Regions from separate parts of the Mus musculus genome. Here region 2 is linked to region 1. A link is a contact called in public HiChIP or PLAC-seq data. All regions are on one chromosome and are shown on one strand. Each heading gives the region's core, a stretch centred on a gene start, on an enhancer-like site or on the middle of the called end of the contact. The rest is flanking DNA. Distances are from core to core; before and after follow the strand shown. Region 1 overlaps Fn1 (fibronectin 1). Region 2 overlaps Pecr (peroxisomal trans-2-enoyl-CoA reductase).

Region 1 (5,192 bases), core at 1,245-3,744:
TTTATTTTTTTTTAAAGATTTATTTATTTATTACATGTAAGTACACCATAGCTGTCTTCAGACACACCAGAAGAGGGCGTCAGATCTCGTTACGGGTGGTTGTGAGCCACCATGTGGTTGCTGGGATTTGAACTCTGGACCTTCGGAAGAGCAGTTGGGTGCTCTTACCCACTGAGCCACATTGAGCAGGTTTGACTAGAACTCACTACGTAGCCAAGGCTGACTCTGGACTTCTGATCCTCCGTCCCTCTACTTCCTGATCCCTGGAATCGCAGGCACAACACACCCTCCTTTTATTTAGTGATGGGGAACCAGAACCAGGGCTTTGCGCATGGTTGGCAAGTGCTCCGACCCCTTCCTCAGACTCTGACCAAGCATCCAAGATACATACAAATACCTTTCTTTGTTTTAGTTATTCTTTTAAATTTATATAATAATTATTGGGGTGTTTTGGGAGGGTGCTGGGAACTGAACCCAGGGCTTGAGGATTCCAAGTACATACCACACATTCACTCACTATTGCTTGTCCATGTGAGGGAGGGTGCATGCACATTATCTATGTGCGCATGCGTGTGGAGAGCTTGTGCATGTAGAAGGCAGGGATTATGCCCAGAGCCATCTTGTTTTCTATGACACCATCTTTCACAAACCTAGAACACAACTTCCCCCAACTCCCCCAAGAAAAGTGGGCTGGCCAGCCACACCATCTCACTAACCTGGAACCACCCCCACACTTCCAAAGTAGTGTAAGCTGGCTGGTCTGTAATCCCCAGGTATCCTCCTGCCTCCACCTTCTTGGTGCTGGGATAACACCATCACACTTGGATATTTACTTTGGTTCTAGACTGAACTCTGAGTCTCATGCTCATAAGCCAAAGCCTATACTAATAGAGCCATGACCAGAGTACACTATGCTTTCCAACCCAGCCCTCTGTGCTAAAGGCACGTCTCAACTTCATTCCACTCAACTTTGTTCACAATATAGAATGAATATTTTTAAACAGTTATGTGAACGATTCCAGCTTCTTAGCTGAAACGCTATAAATCACCCTGGCGTGGAGCTGTCCCCGGTCCCAGCGCCTCACCGGCTGAAGCACTTTGTAGAGCATGTCGCTCACACTTCCACTCCCCTCTGCCATTGCCTGTGCAGACACACTGAAGCAGGTTTCCTCGGTTGTCCTTCTTGCTCCACGTGTCTCCAATCCTATAGGATGTCCGGGTGTCCTGATCGTTGCATCTGTCTGTTTCAGGAGAGAAGCATTGAATATAGAAGTTATCTAGTAACCGACACGCAGCCATCCACACTAAGATGGGAATGCTGCAGTTGAATGCTTCTGAGTGGCTGTTGTTGGTGTTAGTACATCCTACCCAGTGCTGGTGATGCATATATTAAAATTCAGATACCCGGTTCGTTACAGTACAGCCCTACCTCTCCATTTGCCAAAGGAAAAAAAGAAAAAATACTATTCAGTGTCTTTTATTGATTAAAAAAAATTAAGATTTTCTACATTGGTTCTTTGACTCAATTAATTATCTGGCAATCTACTCTTTACTCCTCAGTGTCTTCCAGACCTTTTTCTGTAATTACAGCCCATGGCCCTCCTTTCAATAAACAATAAGGAGGCAGGTCTCTTCCGACTGCCCCAGGGAAGCTAAAAAGTTAACCACACCAATCTCTCCACTTGTTATGTAAAAGTATTCCTGTGGAAAAACAACTTCTCTGGCTAGAAGGTTCTCTTTTCTTGCCCCACCCAAAACCACCTGTTTTACAATTACAAAGTCACCCACGTGGTTAACCCCAGCGTCTGGGAGGTAGGAGCAGGAGTGTTAAGAGCCCAAGGTCTCTCTCAGCAACACAGTAAGTTCTAGGCCAGCCTGGGCTTATGAGAATCCTCCCTGTATAATAGTAATTGTAATAATAACAGTGACAATAACCAATAGCAACGACAAAATGGCTTATCCCACGGTTAAAAGGTCTCTTCTGGAGTTAAGGATGCTGTCTCTTATTATCCTTGTAAAAAGCTGGCCCCAGGCATCCTTCTTCCCTCCCGCTTCTAAGATTGTCTTGAAGTCTTAATTGCTGCTTCTGCCTTCAAAGTTCCATTTAGAATTTCAAACTAACAACAGCCTTGGAATTTGCTGAAGCATGAATTTTAAAACGCATGCAAAAAAAAAAAAAGTCAAATCTAGATATCTTGAATGTGTTTTGTTTATCCAGCTTAAACTAGTAATTAAAAATACCACCCAAGTTCAAATTCTTTGCCACACAAAAATAAGTCATGGAAAAAGATCAAATGTTTCCCCCAAACTTATAGGATCCTTAGATCTTTTGATTTAAAACTGTGATGAGCTTCAGTCTTCCAAGTCGTTTGTGGCAGTATTTTCATTGAAGACAAATTAGACATCTAATTCTGAGCCACTGAGCTGGCTTAGTGAGTAAAGAACCTTGCCACCAAACCTGACAACCTGAGGTCACTGCACCCTGCGCGGTCCAAACTGTCCTTTGCCCTCCACATGCACACTGTGGCGTGTGTGCCTCCCACCTCCACACACAAAATAAACACATGTAGAAAGAAATCTAATTCAGACTCTTACCTATCATTTAAAACCCTTCTGACAGCATGCAAAGTTTCTCAAACAAATAGCATGTGATCAACAAAATTTTATAAGTACTTACTTTGTATGTGGCAATATGGGGAGGGAAATACGAACTGGGCATCAGCCTTCAGAGAACACTTAGTAGGTCAAAGATGAGGAAGGCTCATGTATTAATCACTTACAAAGCTCAGCATTAGGAGTTTCAAGAGATACTGATTCAAAGATACTGAAAACAGGTTCAGGTTTGACAACACTGTTAGCTGGGGTCTTGGACCTCTGTTCTTGTGTGTCTATGCATTTGCCTGAATCAATGGTTGATTTTTTTTTCCTGACACTGCAAATGCAGCAATATTTAAGTCACAAAGTTAGACCCTTACTGCCCACATTGTAGCGTAAGAGCAAGGATGGGTTATAATTTAACAGTCTCTCTGCCCAATCGATGAACAAACAACACACAGAAATTCATTCCACTTTCCTATTTGAAGGATAATACTGGGCACGGACTCATTTCCACTAGGTTCTTGTTTAGAGTCAGTAAACCTTATTTAAACTTCAAACATAGAAGGAAATCCGAACATGGGGTAGAGCCTTTTATTTCCAATCGCTCCCCCAGGTCAAAGGATTCATTTACATGCTACTTTAGGGATTTAATTGTCCTCGGTACCAGAAAGGTATCTCTGAGATAATTCCCAGATCAAGGAAGACCCATCCAGCAAGCGAATACCACTAAGGCTCTTTTCATTTTTACTAGCTGACTGCCTAAGGCAGGGTTGAACTGAGAACTGCCTTTCCTAGTTATTGAGTGTCCTCTGAAGAAGCAGAAGGTGATGGTTATACAGTTTTTCTGGACATCTTATGATACCACAGAGTCACCAAGGCATCACAACTCTCTCTAGGGATCCAGAAGCAACAGTGGGCTGCATTGTCAACAGAAAAGAGCTAAACCTACTTCTGGAGGTACAGGTGATGCGTCCATTGCCTTCGCCTAGACAAGTACAGTCCACCATCATCCAGCCTTGGTAGGGCTTTTCCCAGGTCTCCCCCACGACGTAGGACGTCCCAGCAGCATGATCAAAACACTTCTCAGCTGGAGAAGAAATGGGAAAGCAAAAAGAAAGGAGGAAGAGCGATTTAAAATGATAGCGTCTCCCTATAATTTACAGTGTAGCATGGAATCAAAACCCCAGCCACATTTCTTAAAGTGGCACTCTGTTCAGATGAGCAGGCACGCCCTGCAGCTAAGCACGGAGCAAGAAGCCGGAGCAAGAGGAAGCCCCAGCCTTGCTGCAAGTAAATTCTGTTGTCCTAATGAGTACACAGACCGGATTTTTCTGCCTGTCCCAAGCTTCCCACTAACATTTCAAGTGGAAAGAAATGCAAGTCTTTACCCTGTGGGAGACGACCCTATGCAAAATCCCAACCTTTCTCTTTTAACTCATTAATTCAGTCCTGGGAATTGAACCCAGAACCTTATGTTAGCCTCAGCAAGTGCTCTCTACCACTGATCTGTGTGTCCCTAAACTAAACCACTATAAAATATGAACGACTTACAAAGAATGAGAGGAGCGCTCTTTAAATTTTAGACTAATGTAAAAAACAAAAACAAAACAAATTTGAAAAAACACACGTCTGACTTGGAGATCTAAGAAAGAGAACCCAAAACTTTGGGCTTCAGAGTACAACCAAGGCTAAGACAAAAAAACAGAAAAAATAAATAAAACAAACCAACAAAAATCCCCCACAACCTTTAATGTTTGTTTTTAAGGAAATTGCCAAGGTGTGACCGGAGCCACGTGGCATTTTGTGCTTTAACAAACTGTGTTCCAACAAGAAATGTGTCAATAGTGTAATTTTTCCTCCTTTAAATAACATGTCTTCTTCACCAAGGGGACAGCATAGTATATAAACAAAAGAAATCACTTCTTCCTAAAGATTTTAACTCCACCTTGTGCTTTTCAAACAAAATTAAGATTCCTTTATGTTCCATAGTTCAGGATCTGATTTCCTTAAGGCTGGTGACTCGCAGCACATTTCACTGGTTTTTATGCTGTGATTCAGCTATCCCGGCCACTGGTTTGCTTAGGCTATCTGCTTGTGGCTCCGTTCCCCTCGATCACACACACGAGCCACTTACCTATAGGTTTGCAGGTCCATTCCCCTTTTCCATTTCCCAGACACAGACACTCTAACATGTAGCCACCAGTCTCATGTGGCCTCCTCCACTTGTCGCCAATCTTGTAGGACTGACCCCCTTCATGGCAGCGATCTGTTACAGATCAAAGGCAAACGTTAGGGGATTGAGAGAATTCAGGGGGTGCTCATCTCATGTTCTGCCTGAGATAAATAAGTATGTATGTTGGCCAAAATGCAATCCCTAATCCTGAGGGATTTTTTTGGCAGGCAGCTCTCCTGCCAAAAAAAAAAAAAAAAGCAGAAAGAAGGCTAACACCATATCAGCCCACTTTGGGTCAATCGTTAAAGCACAAAAAGGAAAGCCATGGAGAACTCTGAATGGCAAGAAGTCATAAATTGTGGTTCCCCGGAGACATCACAGGCAATCTGTTCCCTAGACAGAGAAGAGCTGGGGGAACTGT
Region 2 (5,616 bases), core at 2,637-5,136, 620 kb after region 1:
ATGCCTCTGGCTTCCTTGGGCACTGCGCTCAGTGTGCACACACCTTCCTCCAACATACACAGTTTAAAGTAATAAAAAGGAAATCCTTAAATAATCCTTAAAAGATAACCGGTTTGCACAGGAAGAGACATTTATTTTGGGAGCAGTCTTTGCAAAGATAAAGCTATTAACATTAAAGTGATCCCCCACCCCCCACACACAGAAATCATAAGCTCTTGTGAAGTAGGAAACATTCTCAAGGCGCTAAGGCACGCAGGAACAAGATGGGTGGCTGTTTCCTTGGCTTAGTTAGAGCTTGGCTTTCTTCTTAAAAGATTCCTTTATCCTCTTGACAATAGAAAGGTCCCCAGCTCCTACAGGCCAGTTGTCATGATCTGTTTAGTAAGCAGTGAAGTGTTACTCACAAATCTCTTAAGCCCCTCCCCCCAGTTTCCACCCAAACTTCATGGTTTTGTTTGCTGCCTTGCTTCTTAGTTCAGGGAGGCTAAGGAAAAGAGCTTGCAGGACAGGCAGTTTCGCAAAAATCCTTTGAATGCTGGGCCTGCTACTCACTAGCTTCCTGCGTATAAAAGGGGTAACTTCAGTGTCACTCCTCACCCCCTGCCTCTGGTGACTGGCTACAGGTGGACATCTTTGTGAGTGATCAACATGAAGCCGACTCAGAACTGAGCAGGCTCTGCTAAGATGAAGTCCTTCCCTCTCCTGGCTCTTCAACCAGCTGGATATGGGCAGAGAAAAGCCTGTGGTCTCAGAGTGGCAGGCTGCTATCCTAGTTCCAAGGAAGCCAGCCTCAAAAGGGTGATACTTCACCAGAACAAACACAGAGGAAGAGGAAAAGGCTCTTAGATGTGTCCCACCTCTTCATGGAGACTGAAAGGCCAATGGTGATGACCAACTCCAGCCACACAGGACCTGACACCATGTGTACTTAATCCCCTAACATGCCTAGGAAATACAGTCTTGGGTTTTATTTATTTATTTATTTATTTGTTTTGGGGGAGGGTCTCTGGCTGTCCTGGAACTCACTATGTAGAGCAGGCTGGCTTCAAATGCAGAGAGAATCTTCTCTCTTTTGTGCTGGACTTATGTCACCACAGAACCTAATACTATGAACTGTTAAGACTTCAGTTGCAAAGCCAGAAATGCAATAGAGAGCAGAGTGGAGTTAAATCAATGTTGCCTAATGGGGTTGCACTATCTTTCTTCAAAAAGGGAAAGAAGCCAGGCACAGTGGCACATACCCTTAATTCCAGCACTTGGGAGGCAGAAGCAGGCAGACAGTGAGACCTGTCTCAAAACACTGAAGGAAAAAAACAAAACAAAACAAAACAAAAAAAACAACCAAAAACCAAAAACTCAACCAACCAACCGTTCATAGTTTTAGGGACATAAGAAACCTACAAGGATAGGAAATGGGTCTTGTCAACCAGACATTCGTTTGCTAACAGACACTAGTAACTATCTTTAGAAAAAGGTCAAATATATTTGTGTTTATATTTTCCTGAGGCTTTGGGTTTTTGTTTTTGTTTTTTGTTTTTGTTTTTCAAGACAGGGTTTCTCTGTGTAGCCCTGGCTGTCCTGGAACTCACTTTGTAGATAACCATGACCTTTTTGTTCCTTCTGCCTCTACCACCTTGACTACTGGGATTACAGGCCTGCACCACTACGTTTGGTATTATGGGGTGCTGGGAATTCAATCCAGGGTTTGCATACGCTGGTAAAGGATGAGCAGTATCCCAGAACATTAGCATGCTCTTAAAAACGTTTATGTTTTATGTATATGGGAAGGCCTGCCTGCTTGTGTCCATGCAACACATGTGTGCCTGCCTGGTGCTTGCAGAGGCCAAAGGAGGGTATCAGCTCCCCAACTTAAAGATGGTTGTGAGCCACCATGAAGGTGTTGGAGATTGACCCAGATCCTCTGAAAGAGCAGAAGAACAGCCTGTGTTTTTATTTTCTGGGGATTTGTTTTGTCGTTTGAAAAAACTAGGACACTGGACTATCTGATTTTATTGTTTGATATTTTGTTGTTTTTGTTTTGAGACAGGGCCTCTCTCTATAGCCTTGGCTGGTCTGGGAACTCACAGAGATCTCCTTGCCTTTGCCTCCTGAGTTCTGGGGTTAAAGGTAAGTCTCTCTATACCTGGTCTGGACTATCTGATTTTATAAGACCCTTCCAACGCCACATCCAATCGTGTGTAATATTGTTATTGACTTGAATTTATGAAAGCAAATTTAGTTTTCAAGCCAAGCATTGTTGCACAGACCTGTAATGGGAGGCTGAGGTTAGCCTGGGCTACACAGTGAGAATCTGCTTCAATAAGATAAAATAAACTTGCTTCTTTTTATGGGGCTGGAGAGATGGCTCTGTGGTTAAGAGCACTACCTGCCCTTCCAGAAGTCATAGGTTCAATTCCCAGCAACCACATGGTGGCTCACAATCATCTGTAATGAGGTCTGATGCCCTCCTCTGGCATGCAGGTGTACATGCAGATAGGGCATTCATATACATGAAATAATTAAAAAGAATACCATGTTACAAATAAAAGTTATTGAATCACAGAAGTTTATCATTTGATTCCAGAGAGAGGGCAAAGTCAAGTCGGACCGCCCCTCTTCCGTCTGTGCGGCACTCAGAGAGGGGGAAGAGGAAGCGAGTCTGTAACCCTTCAAGCACAGCTGGCCTTTGCCTCCGTCCTACCTTCTGTGCACTTAGAGGTTTAGATAGTTTTTGTAACAGAGAACATTTTCTTTTATATCCTATCACAAATATCAACATTTTGAAGGCCATTCGATGGCCTATAACAGAAACCCCCGCCTCTGAGGCAGTGGCTTACAACATGGAGCGTGGACAGGGAAGGGCTCGTGCCTCTTCACTTCCTGGCTGCTTACCCGGTATGCTGAAGGCGTGAGTGTACAGAGCCTGGCCTCCATCCACATTGATCAACTGTCCAGTGATATAGGAAGCCGCAGGGGACAGCAGGAAACATACCAGAGGGGAGATCTAGGGAAAGAAGAGAATATATCCATACATAGGAGACAAGGAAAAAGGAAAGACTCTTCTCCATGCCTGGGAGCCCGGAACTCCTGAGTAAGCACATCTCTGCCCACAGGACTGCATCACCAATCCTCGCGCACGTGCAGCACGATTTGACAGCACAGAGACAGTGTGGACAAAAGGGAAGTCAGGTAACAACCAGGGCAGAGGCGACAAGGTGTGGACAAGCAGCAGACAGTGGCAGGCAAACAGCAATGGTATAAGAAGCCACAGGTAAACACGGCGGTTTCCTGCTTCAACAGTTAATTCCCTTCTGAGGCCCTGCTTGTCTTCTACAACTCTGATTTGTCATGGCGGTCACATGCTTCTCCCACCTCGGTCCCAGATACAGTTAAGTGTGTCCATGGCCCTGTCAGGCCCAAAGCACCGCTGTGCGGATCACAGGAGCTTCCCACCAGCGGGACTTCAAGGTCCCCATCACATCCTCCCAAACGTAGTCGCTTGGCGAGGTTTTAAAGAAACTTCACAAACCAACAGAATTCATTTTACTGATGGTAAGTGGAGCAGAGTCTCACAGGGGTGGTGACCCTAAGCGCATCCCACTCCTGGCTTCTGTACTGGGCACTGAAACAAAAACAAGGGATGGGGAGCGAACAGCCTGGGTTTGATCAGGTCCCACGGAGGGTAGGTGTCAGAAACCACCCAGGACAGACTAAGCACACAAATGAGTGTCCTGGAGATGGCTCACCATTTTGCACGGCTTTTGACGGGTGAGCTTTAACATGCAAGGTCACCAAAGATTTCATCTCGGGATTGCCTCTTGCTGATGACACATTTTCCCTGCCACTATTACATAGCCTAATGATCCCTGGGCATCGACCCACCCTACTGGGCAAACTTCCTGAAGATCAACATGACTATGGACTTTCACGTAGTAAGGCTGTATAGACGAATTGATGATTTTTCACAATTTCCGATAATGATTTTATATAATTTTTAAGTTGATACAAGTAATCTCAAGCCCCATATAGAACAAAGTGGCAAACAGAGCTCTGCAAGCCTTCAGTGTCATGGGCTAATTGCACTAGCTGGCTCAGAGTAAATCTGCAAACAAGGAAAAACCTTCACTGTAGGCCAGGTCCACGGATGAAGCCACAGGTGAGCACTCTGATACAGCAAGGCCATGGGGAGCTAACTGTCGCTCTGAATGAGCATGCAGAAGAACCACTCATGATGAGCTCACAGAATGAAACACTGCTTTGAACTGTCAACATCCTTTTGTAACTCCCCTGTTGCGTAACATTCTATCTATGAGATAATTCTATAAAGAACTTATGTCTAAGAAGGTATAAACTGCCAGAGAAAAGAAATAAAGTGTGGCATTTGGAGTCAGTCCCTTCCACCAAATGTATGTATGTATATAAGTATGCATTAACACTGGTGGAATTGTTGAGACAGGTGGTCAGGCCCGGCCAAAGTGCGTCTGTGTGTGTCTGTGTGTGTGCTTGATTTCTCGCTTTCTTCCTCTCTTCTCTCTCGGGCTCACAAAAAGTTAACAAACTCCAAGCCTCTTGCCTGGCCTGCCAGAGGCCCTTGAGCCAGGGAGATACCAAACCTTTTTTCTAATTCTCCTGCTGCTATCAGTTGGAATCAAATTATCAGAAATCAGTGGCTTTTGACCTGAGAATAGCAAAGAGTTATAGGAAGAGAAACATTACCAAAAGCAAGCAGCTCTTGGCCACACAACAGCAAAGAGTTAAAGTTAGAAGAATTGCCAAAAGTAGGTGGCTTTCAGCCATAGAATAGCAGAGTTCTCTGCCAGTGCCTGACAAATACAGAAGTGGATGCTCACAGCCATCCATTGGATATGGAGCACAGGGTCCCCAATGAAGGAGCTAGAGAAAGTACCCAAGGAGCTGAAAGGGTTTGCAGCCCTATAGGAGGAGCAACAATATGAACTAACCAGTAACCCCCAGAGCTCCCTGGGACTAAACCACCAACCACAGAACACACATGGTGGGACTCATGGCTCTAGCTGCATATGTAGCAGAGGATGGCCTAGTTGGTCATCAATGGGAGGAGAGGCCTTGGTCCTGTGAAGGTTCTATGCCACAGTATAGGGGAATGCCAGGGCCAGGAATTGGAGTGGGTGGGTTGGTAAGCAGGGGGAGAGGGGAGGGTATGGGGGGTTTTCGGAGGGGAAACAGGAAAGGGGATAAAACTTGAAATGTAAATAAAGGGAATATCTTAATAGCAGAGTTAAAGTTAAAGACAGAACTGCCAGAGATAAAGCAAGCAGCTTTGGCCCTGGTCGCTGACTCCATGGCCCTTAGCTGCCTTCCTCGGGAAACCGGGTGCCAGAATAAGTCCCAGCAGGTAGGAGAGAAGCAGCTCCATGAGCTGGCTTCTGACCTCCACATGTGCACCACAGCACAAGCATGCCTGTGCACACACTCTGGTGTACACACACACACACACACACACACACACACACACACCCCACTGGTTGCAGCTGGTGTGAAAGCTTTGCTGATCTTAGACTCAGCACATAATTGAGCAGAGTTTGTCCCCAGTTCTGCATCTCACAGTAGCTGTGCCAGTAGTTTGTTAAAGTCTTG

Evidence for each region. HiChIP or PLAC-seq counts read pairs in DNA pulled down with a chosen protein or histone mark.
Region 2: a contact with region 1 is called in an H3K27ac HiChIP or PLAC-seq map of hepatocytes, with 5 times the contacts expected there. The contact joins two enhancer-like sites. A contact is called at or near these places in 2 of 39 promoter capture datasets (cranial neural crest and liver) and 2 of 115 datasets of contacts at active chromatin or transcription factors (embryonic stem cells and hepatocytes).

Annotation. Positions count from the first base shown.
Region 1 is chr1:71,644,462-71,649,653 of GRCm38.p6, forward strand. Fn1 (fibronectin 1) reads right to left here. Exons shown (of 46, transcript NM_010233.2): 4 at 4,733-4,864; 5 at 3,548-3,685; 6 at 1,086-1,241. Among named protein-coding and RNA genes, the nearest start is that of Fn1, 6.2 kb to the right of the region's middle. Within about 2 kb of position 2,495, at least 10 of the 459 cell types and tissues checked have an H3K27ac peak or open chromatin away from gene starts, as enhancers often do. A contact at or near this core is called in hepatocytes, where this site is marked.
Region 2 is chr1:72,259,060-72,264,675 of GRCm38.p6, forward strand. Pecr (peroxisomal trans-2-enoyl-CoA reductase) reads right to left here. Exons shown (of 8, transcript NM_023523.6): 7 at 2,893-3,004; 8 at 113-374. The coding sequence ends at 289. The region is part of intron 1 of D230017M19Rik (RIKEN cDNA D230017M19 gene); the gene reads left to right. Among named protein-coding and RNA genes, the nearest start is that of Gm25939, 6.9 kb to the left of the region's middle. Within about 2 kb of position 3,887, at least 2 of the 459 cell types and tissues checked have an H3K27ac peak or open chromatin away from gene starts, as enhancers often do. A contact at or near this core is called in hepatocytes, where this site is marked.